Linked DNA regions of Capra hircus: region 2 is linked to region 1. Evidence: chromatin contacts called from public Hi-C data. All regions are on one chromosome and are shown on one strand. The core of a region is the stretch at or near the end of the contact, and the rest is flanking DNA. Distances in the headings are between cores, read along the strand shown.

The links. A called contact is a pair of places that touch in the nucleus more often than the background predicts.
Region 2: a Hi-C map of liver shows a contact between it and region 1, with 2.6 times the contacts expected there. The contact joins two enhancer-like sites. A contact is called at or near these places in 3 of 5 Hi-C or Micro-C datasets (blood and liver).

Annotation. Positions count from the first base shown.
Region 1 is chr3:94,099,614-94,107,266 of ARS1.2, forward strand. No RefSeq gene overlaps it. Among named protein-coding and RNA genes, the nearest start is that of CD2, 51 kb to the left of the region's middle. Within about 2 kb of position 4,223, at least 1 of the 5 cell types and tissues checked has an H3K27ac peak or open chromatin away from gene starts, as enhancers often do.
Region 2 is chr3:94,040,091-94,047,743 of ARS1.2, forward strand. No RefSeq gene overlaps it. Among named protein-coding and RNA genes, the nearest start is that of CD2, 8.2 kb to the right of the region's middle. Within about 2 kb of position 2,796, at least 2 of the 5 cell types and tissues checked have an H3K27ac peak or open chromatin away from gene starts, as enhancers often do.

The DNA.
Region 1 (7,653 bases), core at 2,973-5,472:
CTCCTCTTTTCAGCCCCCAGTCCTCATCCCTAAGTTCAGAGGTTTTTGGGACCTCTGCTCACCAGGCGTCTATGAGGCTCAGTTGAGCAAACTGACCTCCCGTTCTCACCTTCCCCATTGCCTATGGAGATTTCTATTGCCTCCACACCGCTACATCAGTTACCTCTTGTCTATCCACTTTATGAGTCCCAAAATCTTGTGGACATCTTTATTCTAGTGTCTTTTCTCCTGTTTTTCTTTGTTTTTGTGGATTTAAGGCTTTTACAAAAAAATCCATCCACAGTTATTTCAGGTGAGGTGAAAATAAGTATATTCTTCAATTCCCCATGTTTAATCCACCCATCTTTACTGAAAGTTTAAATATTTCTTTATAAAATCAACAAAATTAGCTAAATTAAGCAGTGATTAACAAATAATTCTTAGTTTGGAAGGTACTGAGTTTATATCCATAGGTATATACCTCTTCAAACCTTACTATAACTGTCAAAATTAGTCTCAGAAACACAAGCATCAAAATCAACTTATCATATCTGTTCAAAATGCACATTCTCGAATCCATCCTGGATCATACACATGAGACTCTTGAGAGGTTGAGCCAACTAGTCTGCATTTTAAACATGTTCCTCAGATAATTAAAACAGCTCTAAAGTTTAAGAACCACTGTTCTATTTTGTGTTATTAATGAATGATAGAATACTTTGATATTTTCATGAAAAGCTACATTTTATAAAGGAAAAGACCACTGAAAAACCACTCTCAAGTGAATAATATCTTGTTCATTTTCTTGCTTTCTGGCCTAAACAGTCTTAAGCACCGTCATTCATCTGCTGTTTGCTACCTGAAACTGAAGGAAAAGAGCCTGAGAATTCATGGATTCCTGAGATTCAGACACAGGAATGTGACGGTGGGTGGTAATGCCTCTGTTAGACTGTGGATAAAAATGAGCACGTGTTCCAAGGCCTTGATGAGCTAGACCAGTTATTCAAGTGAAACTCTTTGCACAGTCTTTTGTTCCATGCCTAATCTCTAGTTGTCTGTGCAGTGGGAAATCAACCTTCAGGGGTTCCAGGAGGGCTTGAAGCAACCTCCACCCTCCAGGCCTTAGCCACACAGAAGTAGATTTCGTTTTCTAGCAGGTTCTGGGAGTTGATGATGGACAGGGAAGCCTGGCGTACTGCAGTGCATGGGGTCACAAAGAGTTGGACAAGACTGAGATGGAACTGAACTGAAGGCAATTGGTACTCAAGATTGTTTCCTTTTGTTTTAAAATGATTACATTTATGTTCTTTCTGATTGTGAAAGCAATATGTGCTCATTGAATAAAAATTAGAAAACTAAGAAGGATTGAGAAGAAAATAAAATTTACCACAATCCCAGAGATAACCAGTGTTAACATGTTCACATATTGCTGTCTAGACTTTTTCCTGCACTTATGTATTTTACATTGTTGAGATAGGGCCTTTTAGTTGGGTCCTCTGCTTTTTTCCACTTGGTATTTTGTAAGCATGTCTCCACATAATGTTAAGTTCTTCACAAACTCTTTTAAAAGTTGTATATTATTAGTTGTATATCTATGCATTCATTTAGCTACTTGCCAACTGTGGGATAATTGCGATGTTTCCAACTTGTTACTGTAACATATAATATAATATAATATGAGGCTTTGCATATACATTTTAGCCTACATTGCTAACTTAATCTAAAGGATACATTCCTAGAGGTGATGAATACTTTTTTTTGAGGTGATGACTATTTTAAGACTTGATAACTGGCACACTATTTCCCAGAAAACTTGCCTCAATACATACCTCTACCAGCAACAGAGAAGACTGCTCTTTTCACTAACATTTCAATAGGTCTGGATATTAAAAATATTTTTTAAAAATGATATATGCATATTGTTTCAAAAAACAAACATTATCAAAAAGTATAATAGAAAACACTAGTCTCCTGGCTCACTGAGCTCCCCTCCTGTTCACAGCGCAGGGGCACTCAAATTTTTAGTTACTGTTTTAGATGCTTACCTCCAGTATTACGTTTATTCTGTAATTTCAAAGCTGTAGGCATTATTTTACTGTTGTGACATGTTGGGATTTAGCTCATTTATATCAGTTGCCCCTGCCCCACTTTTCATTCCCATATCCTTCCAATAAACTTATCGCTATGCGGTTTGGTAATATTGTTCAGTCGTTAGTTAAGTCATGTCCAACTCTTTGGCACCCCCATGGATTGTAGCCCACCAGGTCCCTCTGTCCATGGGATTTCCCAGCAAGAATACGGAAGTCGGTTGCCATTTCCTTCTCCAGGGGATCTTCCCAACACACAGATCGAAACCGCATCTCCTGCATTGCAGGCAGATTTTTATTTTTAACCACAAAACCACCAGAGAAGCCCATGTTTCGTTTAGCCAGCAGTAAGTCAATAATCAATTATTAAGTAATATAACAACAATACCTCCATGATTATCATTAATATATTTATTAATACTTATGATTAATTTAATATGAATTACTATAACTACATAAATACTATTCACCACAGACCCTTGCTGCGTATTAATATTACAGTTACTTTCCCTTCCCTTTTTGTTTGGGCTGTAGTTTCTAGCGGACGTTTTCTTCTTGCATTGTCTTCTTTGTCATTGTTCACATTTTTAAAAATTACCATTATATCAGGTATTAAGTCCACCATGATCATGAAGATCTTTCTGCCTCAGTTCTTCATAATCCTGCTTCAAGATGGATCAGGAACCAAACTATTCTTTAAACAGCCTTCTACTGAATCCTCTGGGTTTTAGTTCTCCAAGTCTTTCCTTCCTTTTGGTGTATAATCTTTCTAAGCTAAGAGGTGATGCAGATGTGTTCTGCACCCTACAGTGGCTCAGTGGGCACAAAAAGCTTTGGCTTCCTCCAGCCTGTTACAACCAATACCACTCTACAAGAATTTTTTTGAGATCCTTCACCATCAGATAGCCCTTATCCAGTGGTTCTCAACTGGGGGCAAACTTGCCGCCCAGAGAACTTTCAGTCATATCTGCAGATGTTTCTGGTTTTCCCAATTAGGGTGAGGGGTTGCTACTGACTTCTAGTGGGTAGAGATCTGGGACGATGCTAAACATCCTCAATGTACATGACAGCACCTACAACAACGAATTATTTATCGTTTTAGTAGCACAGAGAGGACGTCAGCATTTATATTCAAATTGACATAGTACACTGCTCAATCTCCTAGAGATTCAGTTTCTTCATTCATACAATGGGGCGAACACTTAGGACTAGATGAGATGATGTATAAACAGAATCCAAAGCATAAAACATCCTTCATAATTAGCCAGAAGTTTGTTAAAAATCAAACACAAATGGAAACCACACTTGAAAATTAACTGAGTAGACAAAATCAGTTCAGTTATACAAGCAAACCTTAATTTAAGCTTACTTTGCAAGACAAGTCTGGCTAACTTGACTTTGGTCACTTCTTTGCTTACGCTTCAAAAAACCGTGAAGCGAAACTCTAATTGTTCCCTTGCATTTATATGAAGTAAACACTAATAACCAATTATCTTCATTTAAGAAAATTCTATTAATAATATTGTAACAATCACTGTGAAGAACAAACATTCACTGCTTCCACCCATAAAAGTTGGTTTGTTACAACATCGCTCTGAGCCTCATTCCCTGTTTTAGTCTGAGTGCTCTTGGTCTGCAAATTGTCTTCTTGGCGTGTGCACAATAAATTTTAACTAATTACCACTTCAGTGATTCATTGGTTTTACATCTGTGTTTTTTTTTCCTTACATTCTTGACAAGTTATAATTTAAAAATGTGATGGTTTGACAGATTGTAATGTACTATCTTGTTTACATTTCTTTGTACAGGTAAGACGGAAATATTTTCATAAGCTTATTTTGCAATTTGCATTCATTCTGCTAAATCTTTACTAACATTTATTGATATTCTATGTTTTCTATAACTCGAGCACTCGGGCCCCACCAGTTTGTGACTGTAAAATAGAGCCTCATTTGCTATAATACCCGAATTATTACTCTGAATTGCTGTCTCAATAAGCAATCCACTGTATTTCAGCGTTGTTCAAGCATTACTGGGAGTCGCTTGAATTAGTTAAATACCGCTCCTCGGCCCTTGCTGCCCCCTGCTGGGAGAGCAGGGACTTACATTCACTGTGCACCGGAGGAGCGCACTTGGGGCTTTACGCTTCCTGCCCTTCCTCTGGAAGACCCCACCTACAGGTTTTTGGTGCCTCCCACGCCACCATTCAGCCCCGATGGCCGCCAGTGGTGTGCGGGATAACATGATTGAGCCCTGAAGGCCTGTGGAGATAAAGCCCAGCTGGTCACCCCCCTGTACGCTTGCACTCTTGACCTCCTGCCACTGGGGTAAGAATTGCCCAGTCCTTCCAGGTGGAGATCAGTCCTCCGGATATGATGAAGACCTCAGTATTCTTTAGTTATTTGGCTGTGTCTGGTCTTAGTTGCATCATGCAGGATCTTTCGTTGCAGTGCACAGGACCCTGGTTGTGGCATGCCAGCCAGACTCCAGTGACCTCGCAAGAAAAAAAAAAAAAAAAAAAAAAGATGAGGTCAGACCAGGCTGTACCGCTTAGTTGCTCTGATAGCTATAGTGGATTCTGACCTTAGTTTTCATCCCAGACATCAGGAATTGAACAGATCACAAACATCTTCCATGACATTGCGAACAATTGGCTAAGGCGATAATTCTCGACCACAGGGACAGCACAGCAGGCCGCATACGGAAGTCCCAAGACTAACCTCAGGTATTCCTTAGTTGCCAACTGTAACTGTCCACCAGATTATCCTCCCATTGAGGAATGAGTCACATTATGTGAGATCCCTGTAAAGAATTTCTAGGGCTGAGTTCTGTGTCTGCCCACACAGACAATTATAAAAACCCAAATCTTGATCATCTATTTCCACATTTCAATCTAAGTTTGACCCTGGAGAGAAAATGCTCTGTAAGTTTCAAGCTTATCTAATAATGGAAAGACCTTAATGTGATTATGAGAATCCCTATAATTTTAAAGTTTGTATTTAAATTCACAATTTAACTGGGTCTTGATTTTTTTTTCTCTTAAAAGCAAAAACACAAAACCTCTAAAGAGGCTTTCTTAGAACTAAGAGAGTACTACCAAATCATATGTGTGTCTGAAATAAATGTGAATGAGTGCAAATAATGAAGCTATTTCCATACATGGCACTGGGTGCCTTGCTTCTTCATTCAGAATGAAGTTGCAATTGGCCAGAATCAGTTACATTTCTATTTCATTCTGTCATGGGAGTAACTAATGTTCTGCATTCAATTTATAATTATTATTCTAAGCCACCCTCATGAATTTCTTTTTGTTTTCATTTTTATCACTGTCACCTTAACTATCTTTTGAAAACATTTTATTGGAGTATAGCTGACGGACAATGTTGACTTAGTTTCAGGTGTGCAACACAGTGATTCAGTTATACAGATATCCCCTCTTTTTTTTCTCGTGCAGGTTATCACAGAATGCTGAGCAGGGTTCCCTGCGCAGTAGGGCCTTGCCGGTTATCGGCTTATGCATGGCAGTGTGTGTATGTGTTCACTCCAAGCTCCTGATTCACCCCTCCTCCCCCATCTTTCCTCTTTGGTGGCCCTAAGTTTGTTCCTGATATCTGTAAGTCTGTTTCTGTTTTGTAAATAAGTTCATTTGCATATAAATTTATTTCCTAACTCTTTTTAATGAAGGGGTGACATTTTGGTCCTCGGCAGCTGTGTGTGCCCATGTTGTACTCTCTGGCCCATTCTGCCCCTGGCCGGTTCCGGACTGGGATTCCCACATGTCAGAGACTTTAGTCTCCTGGGGAAATCACTCACCTTCTTCAGACCTCTTCTCAGAGGCAGACATTTGCTCCTCTGTTCCTCTCATTTTCTCTCCTGCGGTCCTCCGGGTCTTTTTGGCTGCATGTTGAAAGCTCAGGGGTCTGGCTCCCCCGGCTCCACACCGAGGCCCAGCCTGAGCTCTTACTGCCCTGAGGAGGAAGTCTCTCCCCACCCCTGTCTGCCTCCCCTGTTTCACCCTGTGGACACTCAGGGAGCAGAGGGCAGTCCACAGTTTTGGAACCTGGTTCTTAGATCTGACTGGTTTTGTGTCCTAGTAGCCGGATTCCTGCCTAGAACCAAAGTATGAGTTGGGGGTCCTAGGTGTCTTATTTGGGGCCTGGATCCCTGTCCCATGGTCCATGAATACTCAGCTCTCCGAATGTCCTCTGACCATGAGGATTGACAACTGTGGCATCTCTGCTTTGGCTGCGCATTCTTTCTGAGTCTACTTCTGGTCACGCCTGAACTCACGCTTCCTTTCAGGCATTGTGACTTCTTTATTTGTGTACTTACTTATCCCTGTAACCCGCCTGTTTCTCCCACCCTGATTCCGGGTCCTGGCCCCTTCCCTGCTCTGTTCCATCCTCCAGTTGCCCCTCCTGACTGGGCCTCAAGTTCTGATGTGGTCAAGAGCTCAGTTAAAGGGATACTGAGGGGCTGGAACAACCAGGCCCAGAGAGTATGCCTTAATGGACTACTGTGTGAATTCCAGACTGAGACTGACGGAGGCTGGACTGTCTTCATCCTTGTAACCTGAGTTCTTTGTGCATTCACTGGATAAATTAATATTTATTTGGTAAGTGGGTATTCAAACAAATGAGCAAGCAAACCTGAGGGAGTTCCCAGGTAGAAGTCTCCTGAATGCTCTCCTTGGCCCTGCCCAGCTCAATGTTTTCATCAGTGGCTGCATTCTATGAAAACCCAGTAAATGGTACTATGGAGGATATGTTTATCAAATTGGAAATGACAGAACGTGAGAGATTATTAATACCATATTTCACCAAATCTAAGATGCATATCCTAACATGTCTAAAATCGAATGTATCATACAGTCAGCTGCATGTCATAGTTTATTTGGCAATATTTCTCCGTTGTGGGGTAGTTTTTAAAAATAGTGCACCTTACAATTAGGAGTCTTATATTCCATGAAATGTGGTCTATTGGTTGATGTAATACAAATCAAAAATTATCAATTAGTTAGTTAGTTCAGTCACTCAGTCATGTCCGACTCTTTGCAACCCCATGAATCACAGCACGCCAGGCCTCCCTGTCCATCACTATCTCCCAGAGTTCACTCAGACTCACGTCCATCAAGTCAGTGCTACCATCCAGCCATCTCATCCTCGGTCGTCCCCTTCCCCTCCTGCCCCCAATCCCTCCCAGCATCAGAGTCTTTTCCAATGAGTCAACTCTTTACATGAGGTGGCCAAAGTACTGGAGCTTCAGCTTTAGCATCATTCCTTCCAAAGAAATCCCAGGGCTGATCTCCTTCAGAATGGACTGGTTGGATCTCCTTGCAGTCCAAGGGACTCTCAAGAGTCTTCTCCAACACGACAGCTCAAAAGCATCAATTCTTTGGTGCTCAGCTTTCTTCACAGTCCAACTCTCACATCCATACATGACCACAGGAAAAACCATAGCTTTGACTAGACGGACCTTTGTTGGCAAAGTAATGTCTCTGCTTTTTAATATGCTATCTAGGTTGGTCATAACTTTTCTTCCAATGAGTAAGCGTCTTTTAATTTCATGGCTACAGTCACCATCTGCA
Region 2 (7,653 bases), core at 1,546-4,045, 61 kb before region 1:
GAATTGAGTATTTCAGTCATTTGCGGTCATCATTAATTTCATGGTCCTCTGCATTTATTAAGTCTTATTTCCCCTTCATAATCTCCTTTCCCCTGATATTTGTAGAAAGCACATCTTATTCTCCTTAATTGCTTTGGCTGGTGTGATCTAATTCTGATTTTTCGCCACTCTTATCTTTTTCCCAGGAAGCTTTAACTGATGCAGAGTGTTCTCATTTAATTCTCTCCCTTTTTCTCCACACATGGGAGTGTGTTTCTCTGTGACTCTCTTCTCAGTCTTTGGAGGAAGTTGCACTGCTTGTATTTTGCTTCCCCTTTAGAAGAAGTGCTGGGTGACCTGGGCTTTAGTTATGTGTGGGCCCCCTCCTTTGCCACCTGTTTCTCCCTTGAAAACCACCCAGGTTTCTCCAGTTTTCCATCTGCAGCCAAAGGGCTTTTTGCCCCTCAGCTGCTGGTGGTTCTTCCCCTGGCTGTTTCGCGGCTAGTACAGAAAGCTATGCCTGGGGCAAAGCGGGAGAGGAAGCTGTGCAGTCAGATGGGCCACCAATTAGCAGCTCGGGGCATGGACTGCTGGGGAAGCTAATGACTGGGAAGATGCTGCCCACGCAGCAGGGCCAGTGGCCGTGGATAATTAAGCGCTTGCTATCAGTGACAGTGAAACATCATTCCTGATCTAAGCCTACCTGAGTGTCGTCCATCTCTCATTTCTGAACTGCAGCACCTCAGTTTTAAGCTTCCCAGGTGCACGTTGCTCGTGGCTCTCATTCAGCATCTATTTTGTTCTGCCTTGGCTTGTGGTCAGTCATTTGTGTGTGTCCCAGACGACAAAACCTATCTCATCTCACCCCTTGGCAATGTAAACATACTTGGATCCCATGGCCCTCATGCCTATGAACACATTGCTTAAATTGTTCCAGAACTACCTCTGGCCTCCTCTCTCCCTCAGCCTCCATGCGAGACAGCTCCCCGGTCTGCATCTTTGTTGTGTACCTCTTCCTGTTTGCTGAGATGCCCTTGCTAAAGTCTCCCTGATTGCAGTGCCCATAGGGAAAGCCAGGCTGCACCGAGCCCCCTTCTCTCAGTGGCCACTCTTGATTTTTGGTCCTTTCCCTGCAGCTCCCCCCGCACCAAGGGGAAGCTAACAGCACCCCCTGCTCTAGGAAGGGAGCTTGTGGCTCAGCCTAACCGAGTCAACGTGATTCCCTTCCCTGGTCATTCTCATTGGTTTGGTGGGAGCACAGGACCCTGTTCAAACCAACAAGGCCAGAGAGGGCATCTATTGAAGATTCTTTGCAACAAAACCTTCCTTACTTCTCTGAGCAAGCTGATGGGCCATAGGGGTTGGTGGCCATCTTTACCAGCCTGGGGAAGAGCCCAGCTGAAAATGAGGCCAGCACAGGAGAGAACGGCACCAAGAGACACAGAAAGGCTACGAGTCTTGGTTTTAATATTTGAGCTCATGGATCCAACTGCATTGGACCACTCTAGACCTACGGTTGTTTAGTCGCTAAGTCATGTCTGACTCTTTTGTGACCCTATGTAGCCCACCAGGCTCCTCTGTCTATGGGATTCTTCGGACAAGAATACTGGAGTGGGTTGCCATTTCCTTCTTCCAGACCCAGGGGTTGAACCCGTGTCTCCTGCTTAGCAGGCAGATGCTTTACCGCTGAGCCACCAGGGAAGCCTGTGGCACCCTATACCCTACCTCCAAGCTGTAAACACATCCCACCAGCACTGCCTTCAAGATGCAGCCATAATCCAGCGCCTCCTGTGTCTGCTGCTCCCTGCCCAGTCCTTAGGCTCAGGCCGCTGCAACACCTGCACACTGACCCCCTGCCTCCACCCCCAGCCCTCGTGCACTCTTCTCCACAAGGTAGCCTGAGTGATCCTGTTAAACCCATGGGTCAGATAATCCCACTGCTCTGCTTAGAACCCTCTAAAAGCTCTCTGTTCGGCTGCAAGAACTTTTTCTTGACTCACAGGCCTTGCATGACCCACCTGCTCCCCTCTGAGCTCATCTCCCACCACTCCTGCTCTAGCTCGGCCCACTCCATGCTCACTGGCCCTTGACTCCGGCCTCTGACTGTCCCCGCTCCCTGGGACACCTTCCATCAGGCCTCTGCACAGTTTGCTCCCTCTCGCCCTCACAGCTCTGCTCACCCGCTGCCTTTCCAGTTAGGTCATCTCTGGCCAGTCCTCCCTAAAGTAGCCCTTCCTTGTCACTCTGTATCCCCTTGCCTTGCTTGATTTTTCTTTGTATCAGGCATCACTTCCTGAAAAACGACATATATTTGTGGCTATTATTATCTGTATCTCCTCCTTAGCATGCACATCCTTTGAGAAACTTGGGGTGTTGAGTTTGCTGCTCTGCACCCAGTTCTTAGAAAGGCAGCTGGCACATAGCAGAGACGCAAAGTGTTGTCAGCTTACTGACTGAATGAATGAATGGCCTAATGACTTCCCGATTATGAATAAGGCATTTTCATTTGACGTGATGCCACTTGTAGACAGAGAGTCCTAATACAGTGTTCAAGTAATAGTTGCTTAAAAACTGGACAAATACCTTAGCTTTGGTCAGATTGTAAGTTGTCTTCAAATATTAATAATAACAATATCTGGCCTGCAACTACCCCTGTTAAGTCCCAAGTCAGTGTCGCATATGGTGCCCCTTATGCAACACTTATACGTCGGTTTTGCAGCACAAACGGGGCAAATCCTGTCCTCCCCCCACATCACAGGCAGAGCGTGGTTCGAAGGTCGTGAGCAACAGAGCAGGGACCAGAGCCCACACTGCCTTGCTCCCAGCCACAGCTCTTCTCGGTTTTGCATTTCTGTCCTCGGATCTGCAGTTTCATAGCCTGACACTCCTCCACAGCCCCGGGGGAGTGCTCAGAGATTCAGGTCCATGCGGTCTCTATTTAGCTAACATTTCCAATTCCCTTTTCTCTGAGAGCCAATAAAACTGAATTTTTCCCTCATGAGATCGTGGGCTCTTCGGAAAAAGACAAGCAAGCATATGGTCTCGGGAAATCAAATCTGCCTTGTGAGATAAAAATTTTTCTCTCTGTAAGTCAGCCCATGTGTAACATTCCGTGCAGCTGCCTTTTATATGTTGGGGGGCGCGCGGACAGCAGGCGCGTGCTCTTGCTTGAGTGGCCGCAACACATGGCGAAAAATCCTTCCGCAGCCCCTTCTCCTCCGGAGCAGTCCCCAATTCCCCCACCCCCGACTCGCTATTCCCCGCGGATGACATTAGCTCCCTTTTTAATTCCCTTCCCCTTGCTGCACACTCTGATGCTACTCCCCAACTCCCTGTGGACGTGTGAAGACTTATTCGGTTTCACGTGTAATAGATAAAACAGCAGGGGCTTCTAATAGGAAAACGTTTTCCAGGCTGCAAAAGGCTGCAGAAAACCACAAAGCTGCCAATATGGTTCAGAGTTTATTAATACATACTTGGCACAGTTTTGGCACCCGACACTGTCCCCTCCCCCGTGGAGAGAGAGGAGGGGCTAATTGTATGTTTATAGACACAGCCCACAGTGGAGAAGCCCCCCTTTCCCCGGGAACTGTTCTTTTCTTTTGAACAGTTTTATTGATGTATGATTGATATGTAAAGAACTGCACATATTTAATGTACACGATTTGAAGAGTTTGGACATATGCAGAGATCCATGATGGCAAGATCATGGTAACAAACACTGCATTCTAGACAACAGACGTAGCAACACCTCCCAAAGTACCCTTGCGTCCCTTTGTCCATCATAACAACACTTAACATGATGGTACAGCCACTGTGGAAAATCGGATGGAGATTCCTCAAAAAATTAAAAATAGAACTACCGTGTGATCCAGCAAGTCCCACTTCTGGGTTTATTTCCAAAGAAAATAAAAACACTAACTCAAAGAGATAGTTGCACGCTAAGTACATGGCTAAGTACATTATTTACCATAGCCAAGACATGGAAGCACCTAAACGATGAACTGTTACAGAAAATATATAATTCAGCCCTAAGAAGGAGGAAATCCTGCCATTTGCGGCAACATGGGTGGACCTTGAGGGCATTATGCTGAGTGAGATAATTCAGAGAAAGACAAATACTGTGTGAGCTCACTTAAATGAGTCTGAAGTTGCTCAGTCGCGTCCGACTCTTTGCGACCCCACGGACTGTAGCCTATCAGGCTCCTCTGTCCATTGGATTTTCCAGGCAAGAGTGCTGGAGTGGATTGCCATTTCCTTCTCCAGGAGATCTTCCCGACCCAGGAATCGAACCCAGGTCTCCCGCATTGCGGACAGACGCTTTACCATCTGAGCCACCAGGGAAGCCCCTTCACTTAAATGTGGAATCTGAAAAAGTCAAAAACTCAGAGAGAGTAGAACAGTGGTTGCCAGGAGGTGGAAGTAGGGAAAATGGAGAGATGTTAGTGTACAAACTTCTAGTCATAAAAGGAATACTTTCTGGGGACTCTGACATACAGCTTGGTGACTGCAGTTAACAACACTGTATTATGTACATGAAAGCTGCCAAGAGTAGGTCTTCAGTATTCTTACCACACACACACATGCACACACACACACAAAGATAATTAAGTGAGGTGTTGGAGCTGTTGACTAACTTTACTATGATAATTACTTTGCAACATTCCCTCATACCTTAAATTTATACAAGGTTATATGTCAAGTACCTCTCAGTAAAGCTGAGGAAAAAGAACACAATGGTGAGATCTGCCCTCTTCACAAATGCTCAGGTGCACACTCCTGTACTGTGAACTGCAGGTGCTGTGTTGTAGAGCTCATCTTTAGACCTGACTTATCTGACGTAACCGGAACTTCACCCCCACTGAACAATGACTCCCCATTGCCCATTCCCTCGGCCCTTGGTGGCCACGTGGTGTTCTCTGCTTCCGTGTATGTGACTATTTTAGGTAACTCACACAAACGGAATCAGGCAGCCTTTGTCCTTCTATAGCATAATGTCTGCTATTATCCATGTTGTCAAAATGGCAGGGTCTCCTTCTTTGTAAAGGATGAAAAATATTCCATGGTATGCATATACCACAGTTTCCTTTTCCGTTCATCTGCTGATGGACACTTGGCTTGTTTTCATATATTGGCTACTGGGAATCACACACTCCCATGTGCATCAGAGCTTGATCTTTTAAAGGCCCTGCACACAGGCAGTAGACCTCTTTGCTAGAGCAGTGTTAAATATAACTTGGGTCTTCATCCTTATTAAAAACTCACGTTGGGACTTTCTCAGTGGTCCAGTGGGTAAGATTCCGCGCTCCCAGTGCAGCTGGCGGGGGTTCAATCCCTGGTTGGGGAATTATGGATAGATCCCGCGTGCCGCAACTCCGAGTTCATATGCAGCGACTAAAGATCTCACCTGCCGCAACTAAGACCCAGCGGAGCCAAGAAGATAAATACAGACTTGACAAAACCCCAAAGCGCATGTCTACAGTTCTCCCGCTCTGACCTGCCTTAAGGCTCATTGCGGTGGTGTTTTACAAGGCTGCTGCTTCTTTTGAGATGCTCTCCATTAAGACATGGCGCTCCTCTCCTGAAATCTGAGCTCTGTGACTCCTTCAGCCATCTGAGTGGTGGGAATGATGTTCTGGGACTCCTGAGACTAGGTCATAAGAGGCCAGGCCCTTGTGCCCTCTCCTCTTGGAGTGCTTGCTCTCTCTGGTGGCCCCTCGCTCTCAAAGGGAATCCCTCACACTGCCCTGGGAAGGGCCACGGGGGTCCTCTGGCCGACAGTGCTGCAGCCCCCTCCCAGGGCAGGCTTCAGGCCCAGCTCTCCCAGCATCCCTTCCAGTGGAGGCTCCAGACGTGCCAGCTCAGGAACAGGCGTGCCCACAGGTTCTGGGATCACAACAGCACGGTGGTTGTTTTATGCCACTAAGTTTGTGATGGTTGGTTCTGTGTCCCAGGACCCTGTGGCCTCACCTCCCCACACCCTTGTCAAATCTATAGAGTCAAACTGCAGAAGAGGCTCCTTTCGCATTGTTTTGACTCTGCAGAAACAACGGGACTTTAAGGAGGACAGCACGGAATTGCTCCTGCTCTGAACAAAGCCTGCTATGACTGCCTGCCACCTGTCTCACCTCTGCCTCTTAGACTTTTTCTCCTCCCCCTACCACCCCCCCTGCCCCCGTCCACTGCTGCTCCACCCCAACACGTCTGCATTCGCACCCCTCTCCCCAAAAACCTCACTCCCTCAGGCCTTTACCCAACGCTACTTCCTCAGTGAGATATTTGTGGTCACACCCTCTAAGGGTGCAAACCCTCCACCCTGCCCACACTCCTCCTTCATTCCTTATTTTTCTCCCTCATTTTCACCATCTAAATGCTTATTTATATGTTACTTATTTCTGTTGTATATTGTCTGTGCCTCCAGTAGAATGTAAGTTCATTGAGGGCTGGGTGGGTGAGGAGTATATCCCAGGACCCAGGAGAGTGCCTGGCACAGGGAAAGTAGGCAGTCAATACATATTCATTGAATAAATTCAAAGCTATGGGACAAAGTGTTGGTTTCGCTATTGTCCCTAGAAACAAACGGAATGTGTGCCTGTCACAACAAATATTGGTTCCACAAGTTAAGTGGAAAGCATGACGAATGGATGGCCTTACAAAGTAGGAGGAATTTCATCCCTTGCCCAGTCTCCACATCCAGCATCACTGCCCTCTTCTCAGCCAAACAGGAATGCCTCTTCCCCTTGCACTGAAGTCTGTCTGTATCTGTGCTTCCCTCCTCCTGGGCCTTCAGCCTGGGATGTCCTTCACTCACCCCTTGATGAACTTGCACCCTGTTAGCCTTTTAACAGTCAGCTCAGGCATCACCTCTCCCAACTGGAACCGCTTTGCCCTCCCATGAACTCCACCTGAGCCTGCCTGTAGCACTTCGCATGGGTACCGGGGCCCGTGGATGCCTGTCTCACCTCCTTCATCTGTCTGAGATCCTTGGGAGGACTGGGGCACCATGTGCCCTGCTCACTTCTTTTCTAGTTTCACATCCCCGCCCATGGGCAACCTCAGACACAGAGGGATATCAGGAGTTTGGGACCATGGAGGAGGGGTTGGGATAGGAGAAGATGTCAGGAGAACCCCATCCTCAGATTCTGATACCTGCTATAGTAGTAGGCAGAAAGAACACAGTTCTTGGATCAGAGAATCTGGGTCACCTCCTGGCTAAGTCTTCACCGAGGATGCTTTAAATTCTTTAAGATTTGGTTTATTCATCTACGAAAATGCTTACAGTGCAAGGATATTGTGTGGATGAAAGAATATAATTTTTTAGAGGGGGAAAGTGTAAACAAAAACATTATACAAATACTGTTCATATACAAAGGCTGTGTTCTAACCATCGGCAGTGAAATTAGCAAGGGTGCAGTTCAGGTTGTGACCAGAGGGTGGCAGCAGCACGCAGCTTTGCCCCAGGATCCTTTGGCAAGAAAGCAGCCCCAGGGGCTGCTGGATCCTGGTGCTGTGATGGGGACAGTTTTCTTTTCTGCTCAGCCCCCCTGACTCTGAAGAGATTGCCTTGTCTAGCGGGATCTGGCTGTGCCTGAACTAAGCCCAGAAACCTCCTTTCGATGATTTCCCCATACGCTTCCTTTTTTAATTGGTGGTATAATCACCTTACAATGTTGT